Linked DNA regions of Mus musculus: region 1 is linked to region 2. The links are chromatin contacts, called in public HiCAR-type maps. All regions are on one chromosome and are shown on one strand. The core of a region is the stretch at or near the end of the contact, and the rest is flanking DNA. Distances in the headings are between cores, read along the strand shown.

Evidence for each region. HiCAR-type assays count read pairs that join an accessible place to other places.
Region 1: a contact with region 2 is called in a HiCAR-type map of embryonic stem cells, with 2.0 times the contacts expected there. The contact joins the promoter of Eloc here to the enhancer-like site in region 2. A contact is called at or near these places in 19 of 39 promoter capture datasets (the 3T3-L1 cell line, 3T3-L1-derived adipocytes, the C10 cell line and 10 more), 3 of 484 Hi-C or Micro-C datasets (bone marrow-derived macrophages, embryonic stem cells and liver), 7 of 115 datasets of contacts at active chromatin or transcription factors (bone marrow-derived macrophages, embryonic stem cells, kidney and 2 more) and 1 of 9 other capture datasets (adipose tissue).

Annotation. Positions count from the first base shown.
Region 1 is chr1:16,653,754-16,659,667 of GRCm38.p6, forward strand. Eloc (elongin C) reads right to left here and starts at 3,112. Exons shown (of 4, transcript NM_026456.4): 1 at 3,069-3,112. It overlaps D030040B21Rik (RIKEN cDNA D030040B21 gene), which reads left to right and starts at 3,799. Exons shown (of 4, transcript NR_037998.1): 1 at 3,799-5,914.
Region 2 is chr1:16,128,850-16,134,753 of GRCm38.p6, forward strand. Rdh10 (retinol dehydrogenase 10 (all-trans)) reads left to right here. Exons shown (of 6, transcript NM_133832.3): 4 at 347-492; 5 at 2,226-2,357; 6 at 2,445-3,701. The coding sequence ends at 2,568. Among named protein-coding and RNA genes, the nearest start is that of Rdh10, 26 kb to the left of the region's middle. Within about 2 kb of position 1,377, at least 46 of the 459 cell types and tissues checked have an H3K27ac peak or open chromatin away from gene starts, as enhancers often do. A contact at or near this core is called in embryonic stem cells, stem cell-derived epiblast-like cells, stem cell-derived neural progenitor cells and 1 more, where this site is marked.

The sequences.
Region 1 (5,914 bases), core at 1,862-4,361, 530 kb after region 2:
CATACACATAAAATAAAAGTAAATGTTCAATAAGTTAAAGGTCCCAGAGCCTTGCATGTTCTAAAATCTGTCTGCTTCATCCCTATTCTATCACCAATCTTCAAGAAACCCCTCCCAATTCTGAGCTAGGTCTTGGCTGTCCTTGCACTATGTAGATCAAGCAAACAGCCCTAAACTCAAGATATTCTTCCTATCTCTGCTGGGATGAAAAGTGTTTAAGGCTTTGGAAGAGGCTCATAATCAAGCAAGACACAGGTCTAAGATCCTAACACGGGAAAGCTGAGAAAAGAGAACCAGGTCAAAGACCTGCCTGGTCTACCAAGGTGAGACTCTGCCCCAAACATAAAAATCAAAGCAGTACATTAAATTTCACCTGCTTTCTTTGATCAATCTAACACTACCCATTTGATATTTTCCAGTTTAAATATTTAAATATCATCTAAAAGATACAGTTCCCATTTTGTCCTCCCTAGTTCTATACCTACTCTGAGTGCCAGTCAGAAACATCTAATTTGTCTTCTTAGATCAGGCTGGCCTCAAACTCACAGATCCACCTCTGTGATTAAGATGTGGGCATGCTCTGCAGATCCTGTCTTACTGAGTTATCAAGCTAAGTCCCACAGAGAACTCCTGATAAACCTGTCAGAAACCAATGTTCCCTCCCTTCTGTCTTCTGACTTCAGTAAATGGCACTACTGTTCACAAGGTGATTAGCAAAGGCAAAAGCTTTTTTTTTCCTGTTCTAGGAATGAAAGACAAGATTTGGTTTTAATTTATATTTCAAATCAGATGACGTTCTACCGATTTGAACTCTACATCTTTAGATCAAGCTAACTGTATTTTAAATGGACTATTTTTTTAAGCTACTACACCTGAGCATGGTGGTGTACACCTTAAACCCCAGCACTCAAGAAGCAGAGGTAGTTGGATCTGAGTTCTGGGCCAGCCAGGTCCACAAAGTGAGTGCCAGGTCAGGCAGGGCTGGCTATAACCTTATCTGGCATATGTTCCAAGCATTTGTGTCCTTGGAATTTCCTGACTAGGTCAAGTTCACTCACACTTTAAGGCCCTTGCGTTTGCAGTGACTGCTGTGGGAAGCTCTTCCTTTAAACCTCCCTATGATGTTTCTAGCTCAAACATCAAATCCCAAGGGTCTTTCCCTGTCCAAGGTCTTATTGATGTATCCCCTCCCCCCACTTTCTTTTTTATTGAGGGAGAGTCAACAGGGCTTTACTGGACCTCTTGGTTGACCTGGAACTCTTGTCAATCCTTTGCTTGTTTGAGCTTCCTGAATATTCTGAATAAAGGTTTACAGGTTTCTGACATCATGCCTATTTCTACACCAAAAACTGTGTGTGTAAATTTTCAAGTATTGGATGTCTTTGTCTTACTGTACTTAGTAAACTATCAAAGCATTTGGAGTCTATTAACATATCAAAGCATACATGCAAAGACTTTCCTATTACATTCCAATCTGACATACACCCCTGCACAAAACCCCAATCTTTCCCTGAAGCAATAAGACGAAGATCTGCGCAATTTCTTAAGAACTTAGTATACAGAGAAGTAAACTATCACCTTGCTTCTATACCATTGCCTATGTACACTGCAGCATTCCTATCTTATCTAGCAATGAAGCAGATTTTCTCCATTTGAAATAGATACCATCTGGGTGTGGTGATCTACTCCTTCAATCCCAGTGCTTGGAAGCCAGAGGCATACGGGCCATGCAAGTATACATGGTCGAGTTTCAGGCTAGCAAGGGCTACAAGTCTCAAAAAAGAAATGGATTTTTTTAAAAAATAGCATTATGAGGTAATAAACCAACATTTCTTGTGTGTGTGTGTGTGATGCTGGAGAACCAGCCCAGGGTCTCTGGACATTAGGCAAACATGCTACATCAAATTACCGACCCAGTCTGGTAATTAGAGAAATATCATATGAAGGATGAGAAGCCATTTATAAATTAAATAGGGGGATGAAGATATGGAGTAGTGGCACACAAGAGTGCGGACTCAGTGTAGTTGAGGTCCAAGGTTAATCCAAGCAAGTTGAAAAGATAAGAGCCAGCATGGCGGCTACACCTTTAAAACTAACAACTGGGAGATAGGCCTGGTGGGCCACACATTTAGACCAGACGAGTTACTGAGTACAACTTCCATGTCATCCAAGAGTACTCAAAAAATTGATAAATAGAAATATAGAAACCCCAAATTACTATAAATTAACAAACATCCATGATATAAAACCACAACAGTTTACTCATCACTGAAGATTAAATCCACTTGTGAACTTCGACGGCTTAATAACACATAATATAAACGAGATCAAGTATTTACCATCTTAGACCACTTAACAGAAAATAAAATTCAATTTGGGACTAAGAAGCAGATCTGGTAGTATGGACCAAGTTGTAAAACTATTTCAATTGCTTTCTACACTAGAAAGTGCAGAGTAGGCATGCTTGCACTAAATGACAAAACTTTCATGCTCACAAAACTGAAGAGTTCCTTAAGGGAAACTAAATAAATGGGCACTGTACCTGGCACTAGATAACTCCTTTCAGGCAAAAATGAGAGGTAGATAGATGCACAAATGAGCCAATGTACCCAGCCAGGCAGAAATTACCCAAGTTGTCCAGAAGGTAAACTTTCTTTCAGGGTCCTATAGCTTAAAGCGGCGAGGGCTCTCTCCTGGGTCTAGCGACTGATTTTAACAGTAAAACAAATACAAGCGCACATGAGGTAGGCAAAACGGAAAAGCGATCCGGCTGCCATGCTCTTAACTCCACCCTCCCCGCGCTCAGCCTGGAGGAGGCCCAGCCAGCCCGCACCTCCTGTCCTCTCCCCTTTCCAGACCCACCGAGCTGAGCTAGTTAAGGTCCCGCCAAACTCCTCTCCCCTCCCCCAAGCCAGGAGCTGGGGAGGCCGGAGAGACTCAGAGCTTCCGTTCCTTCCCCGCCCAGACGGGAAGGGGTGAGCAGAGGGATAACTAAAGCATCCAGTCCCAGCCGCACTAACTCTCCTAGCGAAATCAGATCCCGATTCCCACCATAGCCCGACACTCACTAGCCAGTCCCGCAGCTACCGCAGCCGTAACCCCACGTACCGCCACAGCCCCTATTCAGGGCCGCCCCCCTCCCACCCCCAGCGGCCTACCCCTGTGGGTTCCGGGGCACAGAAAGGAATTACTTCCGTCGCGTCACAGCCGCTTTCTGTAACGCGCGGGAGACTGGTACCTGGCAAGGCCGAGACGCGATCTGCCGGTAACTTGCGTCTGGAGGAAGTGCGTTGTGGGCAGTAAAACAGGCCCATTTAAGAGACATCGCTACCAAATCCCAACCAATGAGATGCTAGGACTTCTTGGTTCCCAGAATGCAGCGCCATCCGGATCCAATTTCTGCCGAGAAAAGCTGAGCCGGCGAGGCAGCAGTGCATTCTGGGATATGTAGTTTCTTACAAGGTTTCGGCTAGTGTTTGGTCCGAAGTGACACTGCATCTTGGGACTTGTGGTTTTCTGTGTAGCGCTGAAATTTTTGATGTCTTTAAAGCTTGTCTCAACCTCTTTGTTTAAAGTAATACACATCAACGGGCATCTTAACAAGCTCCCAATGTGTTTGCCTCATTTCCTCTCTTCCCGATATAGGTCAGTGTTTACTGAAATATGCCACGCCCACCCGTCCAGTTCTCGCTGCCTATCACCATTACTTAAATCAGGGCCCATTATTTCTGCTCCTCACCTCCCCAGTTCCACGCCCCCCTCAACCAAACCTTTTCATTGGCTTTTCCGTGGTTACCTAGGCACCTTTCCTAGAAAGCTGAAAAGCAGCTCAGTTAAGTTTCCTCTCTGCTGTTTTCATGGAGTGGGCTTGAAAACCTAGATTCAAGATACTCAGTTAATCAGTCGCAGCTGTGTAATAGTATCCCACAAAAGGAAGTATAGTATGTATGTGCTATTTGGAATTTCTGAAACTTCTCAAAGGGTTTTGTTTTTGAATTTTTGAGACAGGGTATTTCAGTGTTACCCTGGAACTACGAGTCCCAGACTAGCTATGTATTTGGGGACAATTCTATCTCCTTCCTTAGCCATCAGGCACAGTAATTTCCCTATGTAATCCTTGGCTGCCCTCCAACTCCAATTTATAATTCTGTTTCAGCCTCAAAGTGTTGAAACGACAGGTGTTGCCTACCATGGGTTGCTCTGAAAGTGTTTGTCTGTTTGTTTGTGTTTGTGTTTTTGCTTTATTTGATTTGGCAGCTATGTATGCTTTTATGGAATTGAAAGCAAAAATATAGCTGCGGCCTTGAATTAATTTTCAAAGGCTTTGGAGAAATAATGAAAGTGTTTTGGTTGTATCCATAATTCAAAGTAGTTTCATAGTAAAAGAGGCATTTGGTAGCAGAAGATAAAACTAAAGAAAAAAATATGAAAAAACTAAGTGAGACCTGAGTCTCCCTTTAGGCAGTAAGGGTGGGCCCGACTTCCATCGTATATCTTGACTAAAGAACCAAGGATAGGTTCATGCGGCTGGCTCAGGATTCCGTTGGTTTGTTTTAAGATTTATTTGTTTGCTTTTTAAATTTTATTTGTTTTTTTTTCTTTTTCTTTTCTTTTTTTTTTGTTTCTGTTTTTTGTTTTGTTTTGTTTTTGTTTTTGTTTTTTTGAGGCAGGGTTTCTCTGTATAGCCCTGGCTATCCTGGAACTCACTCTGTAGACCAGGCTGGCCTTGAACTCAGAAATCCTTCTGCCTCTGCCTCCCAAGTGCTGGGATTAAAGGCGTGCGCCACCACGCCCGGCATAATTTTATTTGTTTTTAAGATTTATGTATTTATTTATTATTTGTGTTTTTATGTATGAGTGCTCTATCTGCATGCCAGAAGAGAGCACCAGATCCCATTATAGATGGTTGTGAGCCACCATGTGGTTGCTAGGAGTTGAACTCAGTACCTATGGAAGAAAAGCCAGTGAGCATTTAACTGCCGAGACATCTCCCCAGTCCCATGGATTCCTTCTAAAAGGACACAGAAAAGGGAACTAGGTCAGACAACTGCGATAGGTTTTTGGTTGGGTCTTTTTTGTTTGTTTGTTTCTCTGCTACTGGTGAAATGAATCAATTCAAGCCAGAGTGAGATGATATTAAGTGCAGGATTATTGGAAGTTGCTCTCTGGCCCCAAGGACAGAAGCCAGAGAGGAAGGAAGAGAATTGTACATATTCTCTGCTCACTCCTTTTCCAGTTTCCTTCCCGTTTGAGGGTATGAGAAATGGCTTGAGATGACTTTGGCAAGCTTTGATCTTCAGGTACTCTTGCTCCGTTAAGCTCACCAAGAGCTAAGAAAGGCTCTGTAACTCTCAAAGCAATCAGTACCACTAACCTAACCTGTTTTGTATCACTAATTTTAAGTGTCTTTCTGCTAAAGCTCAATGTTACTAGTAGATTTCCTATAGATACACATATGCCAACCCTAGCCATGATGCTGATGTTGTTTTCCATATTTTGAGGTTGGAAGCTGGTTTTGTTTTGTTCAAAGAGTGACCTTCTGTCTAATATGGGGCCTGAACTCTCAGCTATTAGCACCCCCCCACAACAAAGTCAGGTATTAAGGACAACCCCCCCCACACACACACACAGAGTTTCTCTGTGTAGCCCAGGCTGTCCTGGAATTCACTCTGTAGATCAGGCTGGCCTTGAACTCAGAAATCCACCTGCTTTTGCCTCCCAAGTGCTGGGATTAAAGGCACGTGCTACCACTGCCCAGCAAGGACAAACTCTTATATTAATAAACCTTCGAAGTATTTTTCCTTAGCACCCTGTATTAGTCAGGATTCTCTAGAGTCACAGAATTTATGGGTAGTCTCTATAGTGAAGAAATTTGTTATGATGACTTACAATTTGTAGTCCAACTCAGCACTTC
Region 2 (5,904 bases), core at 127-2,626:
ATTTGTAATTTTCCAAGCACTTCAAAGGGAAGCTCCCTCATTTTTTCATTCCACTCTTTTAGCTGTCATAGAGCCCTTTTCAGTGATTTCCTCCAAAGAAACATGATACTTAGTTGATGTGGCAAAAAGTATTCTTATGTTTTTGTCATTGCCTGGAAAGTGTTGTTTCTGCTTTGAACCACATCAGAGAGATGTATACCCTTTAAGACACCTTCCTTCTCTTTGCTTCCTTACCTATAACCTTTTATAATAAACATCTAGCCAGACAGGACCAAGAAGCTGCAGATTGGATGGGAACATAGGCAGAGACTCACTAACCCTTTCTGTTCTCTCTTCTTTTGCTCAGGATTACTGTGCCAGTAAATTTGGAGTTGTGGGTTTTCACGAGTCTCTGAGCCATGAGCTAAAGGCTGCTGAAAAGGATGGAATTAAAACAACTCTGGTTTGCCCTTACCTTGTAGACACGGGCATGTTCAGAGGCTGCCGAATCAGGTCAGTGGGAACCCATCTTCTACTGATACAACAGAGTAACATCAGAATGATGTGTGGAGCTCATCTTCAGTCAGCCAGTCTTGCACATGAACTGTCAGTAGACACTTTAACTGCTTTAGCCAAGTGTGGCAGCACACATCTGGAATCAATAGCACTTCTTGGGGCAGGAGCAGGGGCAGGGAAATTGTCACAAGTCGAAAACCAGACTAGTCTACAAGATGAGTTCTAGGCCAACTAGGGCTACAAAATGAGACCTAGCTAAAAGAGAAGGGCAGCTAACCTGTAGTTCCCCCATTCAGGTTTGTGACAAGGCTGTGTAAGATCACAAGTGAAGGTTTGAAGCCAAGCTGACTCAAGCTTGCTGGGATTACTTCAGAATATCTGGCAGAATGGGTTTCTCTCCGTCTTCAAGGAGGACCGACAAATGTCCAGGATTTCTCTTAGATGCTGTGTCTGTCCTTATGGTCATTTGATTTCTCTACTGTTATGATGGTTACAGCGGAAAGTCCTTAATGTGACTTTAATCTGGATATGAAATAATGTCACCCATACAAAGGATTAACATGTCATCTTAAAGAGACTGTCACGCTCCAGATTTGAAAGCTTTTTCCCCCCCAGAAATTGTGTATAGCTAGATTCAACTTGATTAAGACAAATATGTTTAGATTTACTAACAGTGAAGTGGAATTCCCCTCACACTTGGGAGGAGGCATATGAGAATCTAAATACATCAACACTGGGTTTTACTGGAGGACTATAACTGTGACTCAGCAGGGACACTTGTGAAGACTTGCTTGGGTGAATTTGCAAGACAAAGGACAATGATCAGGACTGCTGGTTTGTTGGGGACTGTTCTTTAGACTTAATGAGTGGAGCTAGGGACGGAGAATGGTTGAGTCATCCCACTCTCCAGCTGGCAGTAAGTCGAGACTGAGACTTTAGCTCTAGGGCCTGGGATGTGGCTCAGGATTGGGCATATGCTTAGCATGTGCAAGGCCTGGGTTTGATTCCAGTTCCAACAGGAAAATGAAGAGAGAAATGGAATTGAAATCTATGTCTGCCTAGTATCCTTTGCAGATGCCTGTGTGCTTCTGGTGTGTTAGTTTGGTTCTGGGTAGGAGCCGTTGGTCCTGTTTTCCACTTAGCATAGTGGCAGGCCCAAAGTCTGGAAGCTATGAAAAGCAATCGGTAGGAAAAAGATGTGCCATTGTTATGTACTTAGCAGACGTTTCAGTGAATTAGAAAGTGGTCCTTTACCTCAGAGACTCCTTAGAATACAGCTTAACATCCTCAGCCAGCATTGTGAGAGGTGGGTCCCTGACAGTCTCACACTAGACAGTGCTGCTTGGTTGCTCCTGCTCTGTCTCAGGCACACCTAATACAGCAAGCTGTGCTGCTGCTGGAGTTTAGTGTTTATGATAACAAGTACCTTTCTAGTCAAGGAGAAGAATCGGAGTCATTTGAAGTTTATCTTTTAAGGCATCTCAACAGCCTGATCTCGTTTTTACAGGAAAGCCAACTACTTTTGCTTATTTTTCTCCTAATTGGTTTACTAGATAATACAAATGGGGTTTGTTTATAGTAGGAAAACGTGAGTCAAAACAAAAATACCAGAAAAGAAACAAAGTGTTCCAAAAATCTCATCCCTCAGTTGATGTCACAGTATTCTGGAGTGTTGTCAGTCTTCTATACTGTGTTAATTCTAAATTTCATTTTTGAATGTAAATTTTCAGAAAAGAAATTGAGCCCTTTTTGCCCCCCTTGAAGCCTGATTACTGTGTGAAGCAGGCTATGAGGGCCATCCTCACTGACCAGCCCATGGTCTGCACCCCCCGCCTCATGTACATCGTGACATTCATGAAGAGGTGAGTGAGGGCCCGGCCCTGCCTGCCTGCTGCCAGACCCCAGGGAACATGTGGCCTGCCATTTACTAACTGCTCTTTCCTTTGCAGCATCCTTCCTTTTGAAGCCGTCGTGTGCATGTATCGATTTCTAGGAGCGGACAAGTGTATGTATCCCTTTATTGCTCAAAGAAAACAAGCCACAAACAACAATGAAGCAAAAAATGGAATCTAAGAGTGTTTTTGTACGGAGTGCCGTTTCTATCAGGATAGGTGGTCCGTGCGCATCAATCAGTACTGACGGTCTGGATTCTAACCCCATGCCGACTCTTTTTTTTTTTTTCTAATCAACTTTTTAAAAAATAAAGTGTAAATTAACTGACTAGTGTGCTTGAAAACTGTGAGCTTGGGTTTTTGCCAATGGGGTCTTTTCTAGACAGGGCCCTAAAAATGAGTCCAATATTTAGACAAACACTATGTTACATCATTATTTTTTTAATGAACATAAAGTCTAGAAATGATGACTACAGTGTGTTTCACGTGGGTCCCCACAGAATTGATTCATTCATTATCGTGGAAGCCCAGCCAGCATTCAAGGACCGACAGTGTAGTGCTCTGTTGTGTTCTCGGTTCTTCTCCTGCAAGCCTGGGTGGCTTGCTTATGGTGTCTGTGGATTTTTTGATGTCAGTTTGAGATCAGCGTAGTCTGAGCATCACAATGAAGGCCACCAGTCTCTTTCTTAAACTTACAGTGACTAAATATTGGGTGATTTTCAAATTCAGTCTCTGAAATACTAAATTAAATGTTTAGAGACCTGGTTAATCCACGTTTGTACATTTTCTACCTGTGAATCTTGCTGCATATAGAAAGTGCCCTTTCCTCACGGAGCTGCAAACTTGTGTTAGGGGAGGAAGTGGGGGATCTTGTCTACAGGACACAGCAGCTCCACAGAGATAATGGGAATTTCTGATTAAAAAGTCCCCGTACTTGTGCCAACTTTAATTAGCTTGGGGAGCAAATCTTATATGGAGTGTTGTGGAAGGGTGGAAAGATTTCTTTGAAAAGTTTATTCACATTGTAGAACAGCAAATGACATTTTTACAGTATTTTTTTGTAAAGCAAACTATTTTGTGCCTTGAATTTGGTATATGTGTATTAGTGAAACATTGTAAAAGTGAATTTCTACCTCTGTATCTATGTGTACCATCCTCTTGTAAATTACTATGAACTACTATGTGATTGCTTCTGTTTGTTCGTTCTAGGATGTCTTTTTTAAATAGTGACCAATGTTTAAGGCTGTTAAAATAAGCCAACTTTTACAAATCGGGATGTTTTCTAAAGAACTGATTAAATACGTACATAACTGAGTTTGTGGTTATTAGCTATCAACCTCATTATAAGGCAAAGCATTCTGAGGTCTTCCCCTGCCTATCTTATCCTGCTTACTCAAAGAAAATGTTTGAATGGGGTCATAATTAGGGTGGGTTTTGCATACTCCAATCTCTAGTCTCACCATCTGCCTATAGTAGGTTCTTCACCAAGAGCTTGTTTAGAAATGGGAAGAGAGAACAACCCCACTGCCTGTATTAGTGTGGGTGTCTCTGTTACTCCACTGCCTGTATTAGGGTGTGTGTCTCTGTTACCCCATTGCCTGTATCAGTGTGGGTGTCTCTGTTACTCCACTGTCTGTTTTAGTGTGGGTGTCTCTGTTACCCCACTGCCTGTATTAGTGTGGTTGTCTCTGTTATTCCACTGCCTGTATTAGTGTGGGTGTCTCTGTTATCCCACTGCCTGTATTAGTGTGGGTGTCTCTGTTATCCCACTGCCTGTATTAGTGTGGTTGTCTCTGTTACCCCACTGCCTGTATTAGTGTGGGTGTCTCTGTTATCCCACTGCCTGTATTAGTGTGGGTGTCTCTGTTACCCCACTGCCTGTATTAGTGTGGGTGTCTCTGTTATCCCACTGCCTGTATTAGTGTGGGCGTCTCTTACTCCACTGCCTGTATTAGTGTGGTTGTCTCTGTTACCCCACTGCCTGTATTAGTGTGGGTGTCTCTGTTACCCCACTGCCTGTATTAGTGTGGGTGTCTTCTGTTACCCCACTGCCTGTATTAGTGTGGGTGTCTCTGTTCAGGGATCTCACATTCTGGAAGGGGCCTGGCTCACTGCTGATCTTTATTATGCGTTTGGACTTCTCATTAGGAATGACAACCAACCATGCCTTGAGGCAGTGTAAGACTGAATTTACCACCTGCTGCTTGATTTTCAATTATGGGTTTAAATAAGCACTTGAAGTAATGTTCTAACAATGTTGTGTAGGTCAGCTATTTTCAAGTTATCTAGGTCTTTTCCCACTTAGGCTAGGATATACAAAACCATTCTAGAGAAATCTGTTAATTTAATAGTCTGTTTCGTCAGCCTTAAAGCCAACAAGAATCCTCATTACATTTAATTTTGTTTTCATGTGTTGGAGTCTAATCTGTTTCTATTTTTGTTTGGTTTGGCCCTTATAAAATGGTCCATCTCCAAGTTCAATAAACCTAATTTGTTTAGCTTTTTGTCTTTCATTTCCATATCCCATCCTAGTTTCCTTATTTCTGGGATCACTTGAGTTGTCCACCTGTCTTCCTCAAGGTTATATCCAGTTTGGAAGGGACAGTGTTGAGGCAGGGTGAGGACTACAGAGCCCCGCGAGCGAGCTGTTCTCCTCACCTGGCACCAGATTAGTAGTGCCTTCCTAGTGTGCATTTGTGCGGCTCTGTTGTACTTCCTCAGCATGGAATCGCTTCCACTGAAGCCTCCATACTTGCATTGATCATTGCAGCCATTGCAAGGTTGTTGCTCTGGCTGGCTGATTATCTGTCCCCAGACCCCACCCAACCCCCATTCCCCATGTCCCCTTCACCCAGCTTTCACCTTGAAAGTAATGCTGACTCTAGTGGTCTCTTTAGAAAAAGAGCTGGCTCATATGAGTGCCTAGGGCCACAGGGCTCAAGGCTGACCCCTGAGGAGTCCCAATTCTGTCCCTAGCCAGCACTGGCCCTGTCTTTTCTAATTTTTCAACCAGTTTAATGATAATCATATTGAGTAAGACTCAGAAATCAGAAGTTTCAAAGCTGACAAAGATAAATTCCAACTATTGTCATCCTCTTGATCTACAGGGTTTGCTGCTCTAACACGTAAGATTGGCATGACATGATGGAACTCCATAAAGCCAGGCACTGTGTGTGTGTGTGTGTGTGTAAGTATCCTGTTTTCTGTGTGTGTATAAGTAAGTATCCTGTTTCTGTGTGTGTGTGTGTGTGTGTGTGTGTGTGTGTAAGTATCCTGTTTCTGTGTGTGTATGTGTGTGTGTGTGTGTGTGTGTGTGTGTAAGTATCCTGTTTCTGTGTGTGTATGTGTGTGTGTGTGTGTGTGTGTGTGTGTATAAGTATCCTGTTTCTTTGTAAGGCTATATATACCTTTCTAGTTTTTCCCAAGTTGAAAAAAGTGGCGGGCCTTTTTCAGATTGTTTCCAACTAGCAGAAATTGTTCTAAATTGATGCTGGCCTGCGGCAGGGTCTGGGGAAGC